Linked DNA regions of Oryctolagus cuniculus: region 1 is linked to region 2. The links are chromatin contacts, called in public Micro-C maps. All regions are on one chromosome and are shown on one strand. The core of a region is the stretch at or near the end of the contact, and the rest is flanking DNA. Distances in the headings are between cores, read along the strand shown.

Region 1 (7,114 bases), core at 318-2,817, 180 kb before region 2:
TTAACTTCTTGGTTCATAGCATACCCCTATTGTGAGTTTATATAGGGCCTCTCTCATTTTAACTTTGCTTCTTTTTAATAAGTTTTTATATTCATGAATTACTTTTAATGTCAGAACAACGTTTTAAAAAGATTTATTGATTTACTTGAAAGTCGGAGTTACACAGAGAGAGAGAGAGACAGAGAGAGAGAGACACAGAGAGAGGTCTTCCACCTGCTGTTTCACTCCCCAGATGGCCACGATGGCCGGGGCTGGGCCAAGCTGAAGCCAGGAGCTTCTTCCAGGCCTCCCACTTGGGTCCAGGGGCCCAAAAACTTGGGCCATCTTTGCTGCTTTCCTAGGTGCATTAGCAGGGAGCTGGATTGGAAGTGCAGCAGCCAGGACTTGAACTTGCACTCCTATGGGATGCTGGTGCTGCAGGCAGAGGCTTAACTGATTGTGCCACATGGCAGGCCCCAAAGTCAGAACAGTGAATAACGCTTGTACAAGCAGGGCGATGAAGGGCTTCACTTGTCTGTAAGAACATCAGGGGTGTCAGAAATTGTGAGCGCAGAGATAAGAACACTGGCACCAGTCATCTGGGACCAGGGCACATCATAGAGACCTCCTTTAGTCAGGGTTATCTCTGTGACAACTCTGCTTCCAAACAGTCTGCCGAAACACAGCCTTTACAGCCACACCTGGGTTTGAATTCTGACTTCCCCTGCTCACGGGTGGGCCGGCTTTGGGAGAGTCACTTCAGGGCTTGCTTTCTCAGCCGTATAACCGAGATACAATGTTATAGTGAGGATGAGACCTCTAACAGGCGTGGGAAGAAGTGCAAGCCGATAGTAACTGCCAGTTGGGGGATTCTGCTTCTCCGGATTTTCTTAGGCCATCAAACACCTCTAAGCGAAACCCACGGGGAGGGTCTCTCAGCTCTGCACCACACTGGCATCCATACCAGCGTCCTTCCTGGCTACGTGTGTTCTCTTGTTTGGTGCCAGCCATAACTTGCTGGTAGTGTTTAGGGGAAGCCCACACAAAACCCGTTGGGCACGCAGTGCGATGCTGTCTAAGGCAGTCACGCTGGGAGAGAAATGAGCAGCGTTCTACACGGGAACACTGGGGACGCCTCTGACCCCTGTGTGCCTACGACCTGAAGACTTCCCTCATCCCATGAGCCCCTCGACCCATCTGAGGCGAGGATCTACTCCCGGCGATCTTGTCCTATTCTGTCTCGGTTACTTAGATGTGCATTATGCAAGCTTCCTCCATTGCTAGCAATGAAAACTTGACTCGGGAATAACTTAGTGGTCAAGGTGGCACTTGCTCAAGTGTCCGGCAGCAGTGAAACCTTGGCGGATGGGCTGGAGTGGGGAGAAGGCAGGAGAGCAGGTGGAGGGAGGAAGGGGTTGTCTTCCAGGTGGAAGTTTGAGCTTGGGAAGCACTGGGTGACAACCTCTTTCATGAATAGGGACACTGTTGGCCACTTCCTCTTCCTTAGATGCGAAGCTGTATGCAGACCTCAATTACATTAGGAGGGCAAGTTTGAAAACACCAGCAATCCAGAACTTTTATTTTTTTTAACCAGTCATGAGAATCAGTCTGAAGCTAACCACTTGCCTAATTTTTTTTTTTTTTTTGCCAAATTTATTTAAGGTCTGGTCTGATTACTTCAGGGCCTTTGCTCATTTGAATGATCGCCTTAATATATCAGTGCTGTACCTGCAGACTGTGGGAGGGGAATTCTGCTGGAAATTTACACAGGCTGGAGGCTTTCATTGGGATTTCTCCTCTTACACCTGTGTCGTCTGTCAGATTGTGTCTGTGGCTAGTCTGTGAAGAGACTGAGCCCAAGACCCCGACACGGACACTACCTGCACACGGCAAAGTCAGGCTTAGAAATCAACCACCAGATTAGCGACTTTCGCTGCGTGCAAGCCCGGACGAACGCTGATTAAACACCATTACCTGGGGGGGCGGGGGTGGCACAGCAGACAATTCCCAGCACGCCCAGCATGGGGAGGGGTCCACGGGCTAATGCACCAGGAGCCGGATGTTAGGGAAGGGCTCCGGCCGCGGGCAGCGCAGGACGGGCTCGGCACCCACGCGGGGTCTGCAGTGGGAGGGGGCGCGCCGGCCCGGAGGCTCGGACGTGGGTCCCACGTGGCAGGGCCCGGCCGCGCGTCAGCCGCAGGGGCACCCCGGATGCGGCCGCGGCGCCCGGGATTCCTGGGATGTCTGAGGCGCGCGGGCGGCCTCCTCCCCGCCCCCGCCGCGGCCTCCGTGGGCATTTTCCGGCGAGGGGGGCCGCGAGCCCTTCCGAGAACGGCTCCTCCGCGCGGCCGTGCGCGGCCGGCGCGCTCCCCGGGAATGCAGGCGGCCGCACCGCGGTGAGAGCCCTCGGGCCCGGGCGCGCGGGGGTGGGCTTCCCGGCTTCCCGCCCGGCGGCGGCCCCGGCGCCCCGGCCCCTCTCCGCGCCCCCCCACCCCGCCCCGCGGCCGCGCGCGCCCCTCCCCCCGGCGCGGGCGGGGCTGCGGGCGCCCGACGCGGAAGCGCGGGAGGCCGCGCGCGCTCCCGGGGCCGCAGTCGGCGCGGGCGCGGCGGGCGCGGGGCGGGGCGAGGCGGCCGGGGAGGCGGCGGGCGCTCGCGCACGGGCCCGGCCGCCGCCTCGCCCCCTTCCCCTTCCCTCCCTCGGCCCGGCCGTCCCCCTCCGCACCCCTCCCCCGAGCGAATCACGCGCCCTCCTCTGACACTCGTAGCGGGCCCGAGCTCCGAATTTATCCTTCACGTGACCTGAGGGGGGTTGGGTGGTTGGCTGGGGACCGAGGGGGAGCAGGAAAGGAGGGAACGAAGTCTGCCGTTTCCCGGGCAACAAGCCCCGCCCGCCGGCTTGGGGCCGGGGGGGCGGGCGGAGGACGTCAGCACGTCAGCCGGGGTTTTGCGTTTTGATTGACAGTTGCCATAGCGACCGGGTCGGTCCGTCGCCATTTTGTTGGTTGGTTTTTTTTTAAACCCTTTCGCTTCCCGCCCGAATAATAATAAAAAGCCCCATTGGAGTGAGGCGGGGGTGGCGGCGGCAACCGCGGCGGGGGGATCCGGGGAGACTGCTGCCGTCGCTGCTGCTGATCGCGGCCCAGGTCGGGCTCGGGGAGCGGACACCCCGAGCGGGGGGTGCGGGCGCCGCCGCCGCTGCCGCCGCCGCTTCTGCTGCTGCTGTTCCTGCTGCTGCTGGTGGTGCCGCTGCCGCCGCCGGCCAGCGAGCGAGCGAGCGGGCGGGCGGGCGGGACCGGTGTGAGTGTGCGAGTGTGTGTGTGCGAGCGAGCGGGCGTGCGTGCGTGTGCGAGTGTCTGTCTGTCTGTGCGGGCGCTCGGGGGCGGGCGGTTCGGGCGCTCCTGGCGGAGAAGCCGCCGCCGCCGCCGCCGCCGCCGCCGCTCGGGCCCGGCGCTCCTCGCTGCGCAGGTTTGGAGCGCGCGCCATTTTGTGCGATTTACAAAATCCTCCTCGGGAAGAAGCCGCCGGCAGCGGCCGCCACTCGGCGCCCGGCCTCGCCGCCGCCGCCGCCGCCCTCCGCGCGGCCCCGCCGCCGGGACTCGGGGCCCGGGGACTGCGGTATTTGCCGGGGAGGGGGCTGTCGCCGCCCCGGCCCCCGGCGCCGCCGGACCCGCGAGCGCGAGAGACTGAGGAGGCTGCGGCGCGGCCAGGAGCCGGCCGCGCCGGGGGCGGCGAGAGGCGGCCGGGGCGGCGCTGGCTGCGGAGGCCGCGGCGGGAGCGCGGCGCGGGAGCCCGAGGCTGAGACTCACCGGAGGGAGCGGCGCGAGCGCCCCGCCATCGTCCCGGTGAGTGTCCGGCCCGGCCCGGCGCTCGGCTCCGCCGGGCCCGGCGGAGGGAGGGACCTGCCATTTTAGGAGGAGGCGCCGCGGGGCCCGGGGCCGGCCGCCGGGGGAGGGAGCCCGCAGCCGGGTCCCGGCGGGGCGGCGGGTGCGCGCGGAGGGAAAGTTGCGGAGGGTGGGAGCGGGGGCCGCGGCCTCCCGGGAGCCGGGCCTTCTCTGGTCGCCGGGGCGGAGGGAGGAGGCTGTGTTCCTCCTCCTCCTCCTCCTCTTCCTCCTCATCCTCTTCCCCCAGCTCCTCCCTCGTCCCTCCTCTAGGTCCCCACCAGTGTGGGAGCCGCCGGGGTTCTTCGCAAGGACAATGCACGGGTTAAGGGAAGCGGGGCCGCGCCGGGCGCCGGCGAAGGTCGGGGCCCGCTGGCTCGGCGGCCCTCGGGGGTCCGCGCCGGGTGGGGGTGGGGCGGGGGACGCGGCGTGCTCGGAAGTTGGGGCCGGAGTGCGGGGGAGCGGTGACCTGCTTAAGCCGCCGCGGAGACGCGAATTAAAATTGATACCTGTGTATTGCTACAAAACTTCGCGAGTCTATTTATAGGCACAGACCCGCCGAGGCTTCGCAGGCACCGGGGCCGCCGACTGTCTGAGCATTCGGCGAAGGCCTCCCCCCGCCCCCTCCAGCCTGAAACAGTTAAAAATGGCAAAATTAGTGAGTCAGTGGTTGCCTGTGCCTTTCGCCCGTCCCTGGATCCTAGGACTCCCATACTGCAGGTGCAGCGCTGGAATGCCAGCACCGTTTGCTTCTGGAATTCCGCCCCGACGGTCGGAAGAGACCCCCGTCTGCATTGTTTTCCGCATGTAGAGATTAGGGCAGATGGTGGCTGGCACTCCTCTCACGGCTTTGGGGATATTTTACCCCGTGTGCTGCCGGTAGGAGGTGTTAACCCATTTTACAGATGGGCACATTGAGCCCGGAGAGCGGGCAGTGACTCCTCCAAGGTCACACAGCTGGGGCTCCCGGAGCCAGGGGGCTGGCTAGGTTCTAACTAGCAAATTTCGGAACGACTTGCGTGCAGTGACTCAGGGTTCGATTCTAAGAGACTGTGTCTGTCCACTTACGGTTTCTGGCATGGGATTAACTTTGTAGTTTGCAGAAGTGGAGATGCAAAGCGGAGGTGAGCCTCTTTAATGAGACTTGCCAGCCCTCTCTCCCTGAAGAAAACCAGGCAGTCGATTTTTGAATGGAAGGAATTAATATTCCTTGGTGCTTCTTAGTCTTCACACTTAATTTTAATTATAGACATCCTTAAAGTGTTATGAGTCATAAAGTTTTGTGTAGTTATTTTCAGTCATTTTTCCCTTTGAATATTTAGATTTCTTCTGTACCTCATACATGTGCAAAGTGTTTAATAATGAATACACTTGGTACTTTGATTTCGAGGTATTTTAGTAATTCAGTGGAATTACCTTTAGCCTTTTTTTTTTAAAAAAAATTTATTCATTTGCTTTAAGAGGATATACTCCTTTCAGATAGGTAATAAATCTGAAGCTAGAGCTAAAATTTGGCACGCCAAGGTTTTAAACTGAAGAGGATTGTTTCAGAGAAACGGTGGTTTAAGGAAGAAGTTTATTTGGTTATAGTCGAGCTGTTTCATGTACGTATGACTTAGGCCTGCCTGGAGTACTCCGGGGCTTTGGGCGCATTTGTCTTGGCATAGCAGTGGTGTTTATGGTAGCTGTCCAAATTGATCTAGACTTCAAACCTTGCCAGAAAGTTAAGGACTCCTGTCAGTGTCTGCACCACGTTCCCTTGCAAAACGGGGCGTAAGCAGGGTCTGTGTGCTTGGGAGAGGCCTAGGCCAGCAGTTAATGACTGTGAGAGGAGGGGTCGCCACTGTGCACTTAGGGTGGGTATTGAAGAAATTTTAGATTTGGAGAAATAGGCTCAAATGAATGAGTCATTGGTAAGAGTGAGAGGAATCTAGTGAGATCGTACTCTTAGAAAGTTGAGATTTCACGACATTTTAGTGGTACCCATTAGAAACTTAACCAGCATGAAAAATTACTGTGTACTGGAAACTGAAACATGAATGTCAGCCCAATTTTTTAGAGGCTGTAACATTCAAGATAAATGAAAATATTCTGCTTTAGTGCAATATCTTGTTTGGCATTGTGGACAGTAAATAAAGACCCTTGAAAATTATTTCCTCTGTATTTTCTGATACCTACCACTTAGTTTTATTTATGGAAAGTTATTGTGTATTGTGTTCATGACTTAACTACGTAGGGCTGGGGAGTGTTTAAAGAACTTGGGTTTTCATAGTATTTTGAATATTTAGCTACAAAGGCAGAGTTGAAGGTAACTTATTACAAACATTGCTACAAGGACCTTTGGCATGCGTTTCGTCTTGTAACCATGCAGAGAGAATGCTGGTTTGTATTGCATTTTGACTGTTACTTGAAAACCATGTTTGGTTTTTTAAAATTATTATGCTGTCATATAACTTCATCTATAAGTACTTAAGTGTTTTTTTTTTAATTATTCCATTTATTTGAAAGGCAAAGTTATAGAGAGGCAGAGGGAGAGAGAGAGAGGAGACAGAGGAGAGAGAGAGAGAGAGAGAGAGAGGAGACAGAGACAGAGTCTGCTGGTTCACTCCCCGATGGCCGCAGCGCTGATCTGAAGCCAGGATCCAGAGCTTCTTCCGGGTCTCCCACGCAAGTGCAGGGGCCCAAGGACTTGGGCCATCTTCTACTGCTTTCCCAGGCCATAGTAGAGAGCTGGATCAGAAGTGGAGCAGCTGGGACTCAAACCAGCGCCCATACGGGATGTCAGCACTGCAGGCAGTGGCTTTGAAAAAGAAATATCTTAGAAGTTTAGTTTGCCCAGAAGTGTTTTCATGTACATGTTTATGATTGGCAGGTATCTAGCTAAGGGAAGAAAATTTGGATAGAAGTACTTGCATCAGGGGTAGGAAGGGAATAGTCTTTTACATGACATGAAAAGTAAGAGTAGTGGAAGAGGGGCGTAACTTGTGACCTTGTTGGTATCAGTAATTAGGTTTGTGTCAGTTTATTTTGCTTTGGCCTTAGCTTTCTCCTAACGGGAGAGCTTTCATATTTCCTGTGCTCACCTGTCAGTCCTCCCTCCTCCCTGATACCCCTTCCTCCCCTACCCCCAGGAAAACCTAACCATCCAAACCTATCAAGACCCCAGAACTTCATGGAGTCTTTAATCAAAAACTTGGCACTTTGTTCCCCAAATTATTATTAGTCTTATATAATATCTTACAGTCTTTTATAGAATT
Region 2 (6,482 bases), core at 2,550-5,049:
TATCAGAGTGCTGGTTCCAGTCCCAGCCACTCCACTTCCGATCGATCCAGTTTCCTGTTAACGCATCCCAGGAAGCAGCAGCGGATGGTGCAGGTGCTTGGACCCCAGCTGCCCACATGGGCGATCTGGATCCAGTTCCAGGCTCCTGCTTCAGCCTGGCCCAGGCTCCTGGTTGTGGCCACCTGGGGAGTACACCAGCGGGTGAAAAGATTTCTTCTCTCTCTCGTCTGCCTTTCAAGTAGATGAAAATGAATAAGCATTTAACAATTTTGTATTTATTTGAGAGAGAGAGAGAGAGAGAGAGAGAGAGAGAGATTTCACCCACTGGTTCACTCCACAAATGCTGACAACATTAGAGGGGGCAGGCAAAGCCAGGAGCTGGGACCTGCATCCAGGCCTCCCCTGCGGGCGGCAGGAACCCGAGTACTTGGGCCCACACTGCTGCCTCCCAGGCTCTGCCTGAACAGGAAGCTGGAACTGGGAGCCAGGACGGGAACTCGAACTCAGGGGCTCTGCTGACGGCAGCACAGGCGTCCTCACCGCTGGCTTAAAGACTGGGCCAGACAGCGCCCGGAACTTACCTTCCGAGTTTGCTTTCCATGAACGATTTGAAGTGCCTGGAATTCTTGTGGTTCTTCTGGAACCTTCCCTCCAAGAGGAGAGAGACAGAGAAGAGAGAGAGAGAGAGAGGAGATGGGAGGAGAGCGAGCGAGGAGAGAGGAGAGAGAGCTAGGGAAAGAGAAGGGGGAGAGACGGTGAGGGGAGGGGAGGAGGGAGAACACAGAGCACTAGGGGGAACCCTGCACCCTCGTGCCTGGGCTTTGCCTCTGCTGTGTTTTAATTCAGCCATCTTACGACCAAGGCCCTCCCACCTTCCCGGGGAGGCGGGGGGCAGAGGCAGGGAGAGCCCCGTTTCTATTGGGCTCTGAGCGCGCCCAGGAAGCCCTTATTTGTGAGACTGGAAAGGCTGCAGGGCCCGGTTCTGGAGAGGAGAGCGGGGATCCACCCTACAGCCTGACGGTGTTCCCTCTCAGCATGGCACTGGTCCCGGGGAGACCGGTGCTGGCCCCTGGCTTCCGGCTGCGTGGAGATGGGTGTGTTTCCAGTGCACAAGGTCACTGCAGGAGACCCTTCCTAGTTTTCAGCTCACGTGACCTATTTCTTTGATTAGAAAAAGAGCCTAAAACAAAGAATCTTCTGGGGCCGGCGCTGTGGCGTAGCAGGTAAAGCCACTGCCCTCAGTGCTGGCATCCCATATAGACGCTGGTTTGAGTCCTGGCTGCTCTACTTCCGATCCAGCTCTCTGCTATGCCTGGGAAAGCAGTGGAAGATGCCCAAGTCCCTGGGCCCTGCACCGTCGTGGGAGACCAGGAGGAAGCTCCTGGCTTTGGATCGGTGCAGCTCCGGCCGTTGCAGCCAACTGGGGAATGAACCATAGGATGGAACACCCACCCCCCCGGCCTCTCCTTCCCTCTCTGTGTAACTCTTTCAAATAAATAAATAAATATTTTAAAAATAATCTTTTTCCTTCAAAACCAGCTGCCCGTCCTGAAAGTCCTGTGGTATTTTGTTCTAACCACCTGAAAAGTGGACGGTGTATCTGACAGAATTATGTTGAGAGAAGACTGGCGTTGGGACGATCACCAAAGGGTAACCACACCCTGTCACCCCCCCCCGCGGCGGCCGATCACAGATGAGAGCGCGCATTCCGATGGGTTGGCCAAAATCGACGTGAAATCAAAGCCTCAGATCATTTGGGCAAAAAAAGGCAACGTAGCGCGGTGCCCGTCTCAGACTGCACCGAACCGATTGCAGAAAGGGTACCTGGGGGCAGAAGTCCGTGCTGGCCACCTCCAGGCTCCCCCGCCCGCTGTCACCATGCCCTAAACGACACAGCGCCGGGACAGTTGCCCTGGAACTGGCGAGGGAAGCCGGAGGGGTGAGCGAAATGTGCAGATGCCGCGGTGTCTGACGTCAGGGACCCGAGCGCCTGTGAGTGCCGGGGGGTTCTGGACGCTGTCCCCGTGAACTGATGATGTTAACAACGTGGCGACGCGCCCAGCCCTCTGGGACTGCCTGACAACACGAGGACCCCCTTGGGGGCCAGGGCTGCTTGGACCCCTGAGGTTCCGCTAACTCCTCCCAGCGCACGTGCACAGAGTAAGTAGACCGTGGCCTGGGGCTCGGGGGCTTCAGCCCGTGCGTCTCCGTGCCCTCGGAGGTGTCAGCGTGTGCTTGCCACCGCGGCCCGAGCAGCCAGAGGCACCGGTGCCCTCGGCCATCACAGGGATGGCGGTCACATTCCTAGAGGAAGGGCAGCCCCCTGTAGCCTGCGCAGGGGTGCGTCCCGCGTGGGAGGGAGAAGCACGCCCCTGTCGCCTGTGCTGGGTGAGATCCTGCCTGCCTGTTGTGAGTTTGCTGGGACAAGCACCGCGCACCGCACACCGCGTGGATGAACAACAGGTGCTGCTGGTCTCACACCCTGGGGACTGCAGTCCCGCGGTGGAGGTGTGGGCGGGGCTGGTACCGGCTGTCTGCACGTGGCCACGCCTCTGTGTCCTCACCTCTGTTAGGAGCACCAGCCGCCTCGGGCCAGGGCTGCCCTCCCCATTACCGCCCCTGGAATCCCTGTCTCCAATGCAGTCGCATTCTCAGGCACTGGGGCCTAGGGCTCCGAGTGAGGCTGTCCCAAACGCTGGGTGTCAGTCGTGATCTCTAGGCGTCGGAATCACAGCTGTCTTTCCTTTTTCTTTTCTAAACTTATTTATTATTCGAGAGGCAAAGAGAGGGAGAGAGAGGTCTTCCACCTGCTGTTTGACTCCTCAAATACTCGCAATGGTTGGAGCCAGGAGCTTCTTCCGGGTCTCCCACGTGGGTGCAGGGGCCCAAGGACGTGGGCCATCTTCCACTGCTTTCCCAGGCCACAGCAGAGAGCTGGATCAGAAGTGGAGCAGCCGGGTCTCGAACCGCCGCCCACATGCGACGCCGGCGCTGCAGGCGGCAGCTTTCCCCGCTACGCCCAGCAGGTTTACTTTCAATCGACACAATACACGTATTTATGGGGTCCCGGGGGATAATCGTGCGTGGAGAGACCTGTGTATTATGAAAAAACCCTGCATGGATTTCGAGCTGCTTTGCGCCAAAGTAGAGACTGAGTCTCTGCATACGATGGGTAACGGTCACACCAGGAACTGGCGTCTTAATCACGAACAGCGATCATTCCTTGCGGAGCCAGGTTTCCGGCCTTGCTCGGTGCTCGCAGGAACTCGAGTCAGGTGCACCGCGTCTGTCCATGACCACTCAGGACGGTTCCGAACCCGAGTTCCAGGACTTCCGAAGCGGATCGGCCGGGCTCTGAGCAGTTCCTTCTCGCCGCGGGGGCTGCGGCACACGCCACTCACCCGCCGAGGCAGAGGGGAGGCCGGGGCCGGGCCCCAGCCCCTCGGAGGGCGCGCCTGACTCCGCGGCGCCTTCCAGGCGGCCCGGCCTCGGTCCGTGGGCGCCGTGCCTGCAGACGCCACGCGGCGGACACGCAACGCCGGGCTTCGCGCGGCTCCGGCGAGTCTCCCCCGCCCCCGGGCGAAGCGGCCCCGGTCCCGCCACGCTAGCTCGGGCAGGGGCGCCCCACATTTCCCGCGTGGCTGTTCTCTCGGGCCTCAGGGCTTCCGGCGGGCGGGGCCGAGAACGGCGACAAAGACAATCCAAAGCCAGGAACGCGCAACCTCTATGGGCGCCGCGGCCGGAAGAGCCTGACCCACGCCCACTGTCACGTGACCGCGCATCGCGGGCACGTGACATCGCGCCCGCGGCATCGATTGGCCGGAAGCTCCAGAGCCACGCCCCAAGCCTCCGAGGCGGCGCAGAAGGGCTACGTCACTTCCTGCTGGTGCTTCCGGTCTTGCGGCTGCGGGATCTCCGAGCGGGCTGAGCTGGGGTCCGCTTGCTTTTCACGCCTGCTCCCTGGGGGACGCTGATTCGCCCTCAGGTCGCCCCGCCGTGGGCCCCCAGGGTGACTCGCGGTGGCACACGCTATCTCGCCCCGTCCCGGCGGTGGCGGCCTCATCTCCGTGTGTCCCTCGCGTCACAGCTGCGCACTCCGAGGGACCCTGCTGGGGCGACCAGCTGACCTCCCTCCGCTCCCCAGCCTCCTCCCTTGTCCGCCGCACGGTGCGAGCCCCAAGGCGCAGAGACCCACCCTCGCCCAGGCCCGTGACGCCGGAGGGCCGTGAGCGACCCCGCAGTGGGGCTGCTTCCGGGCCCAGCCTCTCCACGCACTGGCGCGGGCGTTGACGTCGCCTGCAGGCGCCTGGGGCCGCCTTGATGGTCCCGTTGGGGCAGGTCTGCTAGGTCAGGAGAAGGGGCTTCGAGCCTGGGGGACAGCGCAGTTGCGGCTCCTTCCTGTTAAGTTTGCATTTCTGGCCACTGCTTGGCGCCACCTGCTTGTCTGTGGGCACCTGGAGCCCAGCGTGGCGGGGCGGGCTGGGTAGGGGGTAAGGGGAGTTGGGAGACACTTGCCTTTCCCTGCCGCATCTGGCCTTCCCTTGCTTATGAGTGACCGTGGCTGATGACCCCCGACCACCGCCCACGTTTATGCGGGGTCTCAGGTCTGCCTACAGGCTTGCTGCTTTTTTTTTTTTTTTTTTTTTTTAAAGATTTTATCTTTTTGGGGAGGTGGAGTTATAACTAGAGAGAGAGACAGAAAGGTCTTCCATCCGCTGGTTCACTCCCCAAATGGCCGCAATGGCTGGAGCTGAGCTGATCCGAAGCCAGAGCTTCCTCTGGGTTTCCCACGTGGGTGCAGAGGCCCAAGAACTTGGTCCGACTTCTACTGCTTTCCCAGGCCACAGCAGAGAGCTGGGTTGGAAGAGGAGCAGCCAGGACTAGAACCGGCGCCCGTATGGGATGCAGGCCCTGCAAGCAGAGGATTAACCTAGTGCGCCACGGCCTGCAGGCCTCCCATGCCTTCTCCTTTCCATTTCCTTTGCCCTGTGGCATGTGGCTGATTAATCCCTGCTCACCTACAGTGACACGGGGCACTGGGGCTTGGCGGGGGGTATCAGCCACTCCTCAAGTCCATGAGTCCCTGCTGCCTGCTGATGGCCTGGGAAGGCAGCAGAGGACAGCCCGGGTGCTCGGGCCCCTGCACCCAGGGCGGAGACCAGGAAGAAGCCCCTGGTTCCTGGCCTGTCGCTGCTGTCTGGGGGCGTGAACCAGTGGATGGAAGATTGACCTCTGGCTCTCCCTCCCTCTCTGTAACTCTGCCTTCCAAATAAAATAAATCCTTAAAACAAACCGACATTCGTTTTGCTGATCCTGTTTCGTTATCGGGGTGTACTTCCACCTCTGTGCTTCGAGTATCAGCCCACTGCTGGCTCTAGTGGTCAGAGGCTTCTTCTGGACTGGGGACTGGACGCGGGCACTCCCCTGGGGCGGGTTTGTGTCCTCACTGGTCCTTAACTGCCCTGCCAGATGACCGTCCTGCAGCCTTGCCAGTGCTCTTGCCTGGTGAGGATCGGAACCATCAGCTGGAGCCTGAGCCTTCTAGGAGGCGAGGATTCCTGAGCCCTAGGCTGGGCAGAAAACCCCAGAGCCCTGTTTCAGTGAGGCGGGTGGGCTGGACAGCAGGTGCCTCAGGAGTGACCCGGTTGCATGGAGTCCCACTGTCGCATAAGCCTTTGGGGTTGGTGCCTACCCCTGGGCTAGGGGCGGGAGCCCGGTAGGATAAACATGCAAAGGAGGATTTAATTGTTTAACTGGACAGGCTGTTCCTGCTCCTCCCTGTTTGTGGAGTGAGAGTCCTCCTGACCCAGCTTTAATTCCCTGTCCTCTCTCAGTCAGATTCTAATCAGGACACAGAAATCAAACCCTACTCCCTGCTCCCACTTTTTCAAAATATTTTGTTTGAGAGACAGATGCAGAGAGATCTTCCATCCATCCATGGGTTCACTCCCCAAATGCCTGCAACAGCTGAGACTGGGCCCGGTTGAAACCAGGAGCCTGGAACCCACCTGGGCCTCCCACATGGGTCAGGGCAGGCGCCCAAATGCTTGAGCCATCACTGCTGCCTCGGAGGGTGGGCATTAGCGGGGAGCTCAAACCAGCTATTTTAGTAGAATTTATTATGAGCAATTTTTTAAAAGATTTATTTGAAAGATGGTTCACTCCCCAGATGGCCGCCAACGGCCAGAGCTGCACCGATCTGAAGCCAGAAGCTTCCTCCGGGTCTCCCACATGGGTGCAGGGGCCCAAGGACCTGGGCCATCTTCCACTGCTTTCCCAGGCCATAGCAGAGAGCTGGATCAGAAGAGGAGCAGCCGGGACCAGAACTGGCGCCCATATGGGATGCCGGCACTTCAGGCCAGGGCTTCAACCCGCTGCTCCACAGTGCCAGCCCCAATTATGAGCAGTTGTTGATGAGGTGTAGAGTTAGGAACGAGGTAACTGGAAGGTGGAAAGGGAACCCTTGTCACGGAGAAGGCGGC

What was found. A called contact is a pair of places that touch in the nucleus more often than the background predicts.
Region 1: a Micro-C map of ear pinna shows a contact between it and region 2, with 3 times the contacts expected there. The contact joins the promoter of DYRK1A here to the enhancer-like site in region 2. A contact is called at or near these places in 2 of 6 Hi-C or Micro-C datasets (ear pinna and psoas muscle).

The regions. Positions count from the first base shown.
Region 1 is chr4:7,579,214-7,586,327 of mOryCun1.1, reverse strand. DYRK1A (dual specificity tyrosine phosphorylation regulated kinase 1A) reads left to right here and starts at 1,567. Exons shown (of 11, transcript XM_070071825.1): 1 at 1,567-2,375.
Region 2 is chr4:7,406,363-7,412,844 of mOryCun1.1, reverse strand. No RefSeq gene overlaps it. Among named protein-coding and RNA genes, the nearest start is that of DYRK1A, 180 kb to the left of the region's middle. Within about 2 kb of position 3,799, at least 7 of the 8 cell types and tissues checked have an H3K27ac peak or open chromatin away from gene starts, as enhancers often do. A contact at or near this core is called in ear pinna, where this site is marked.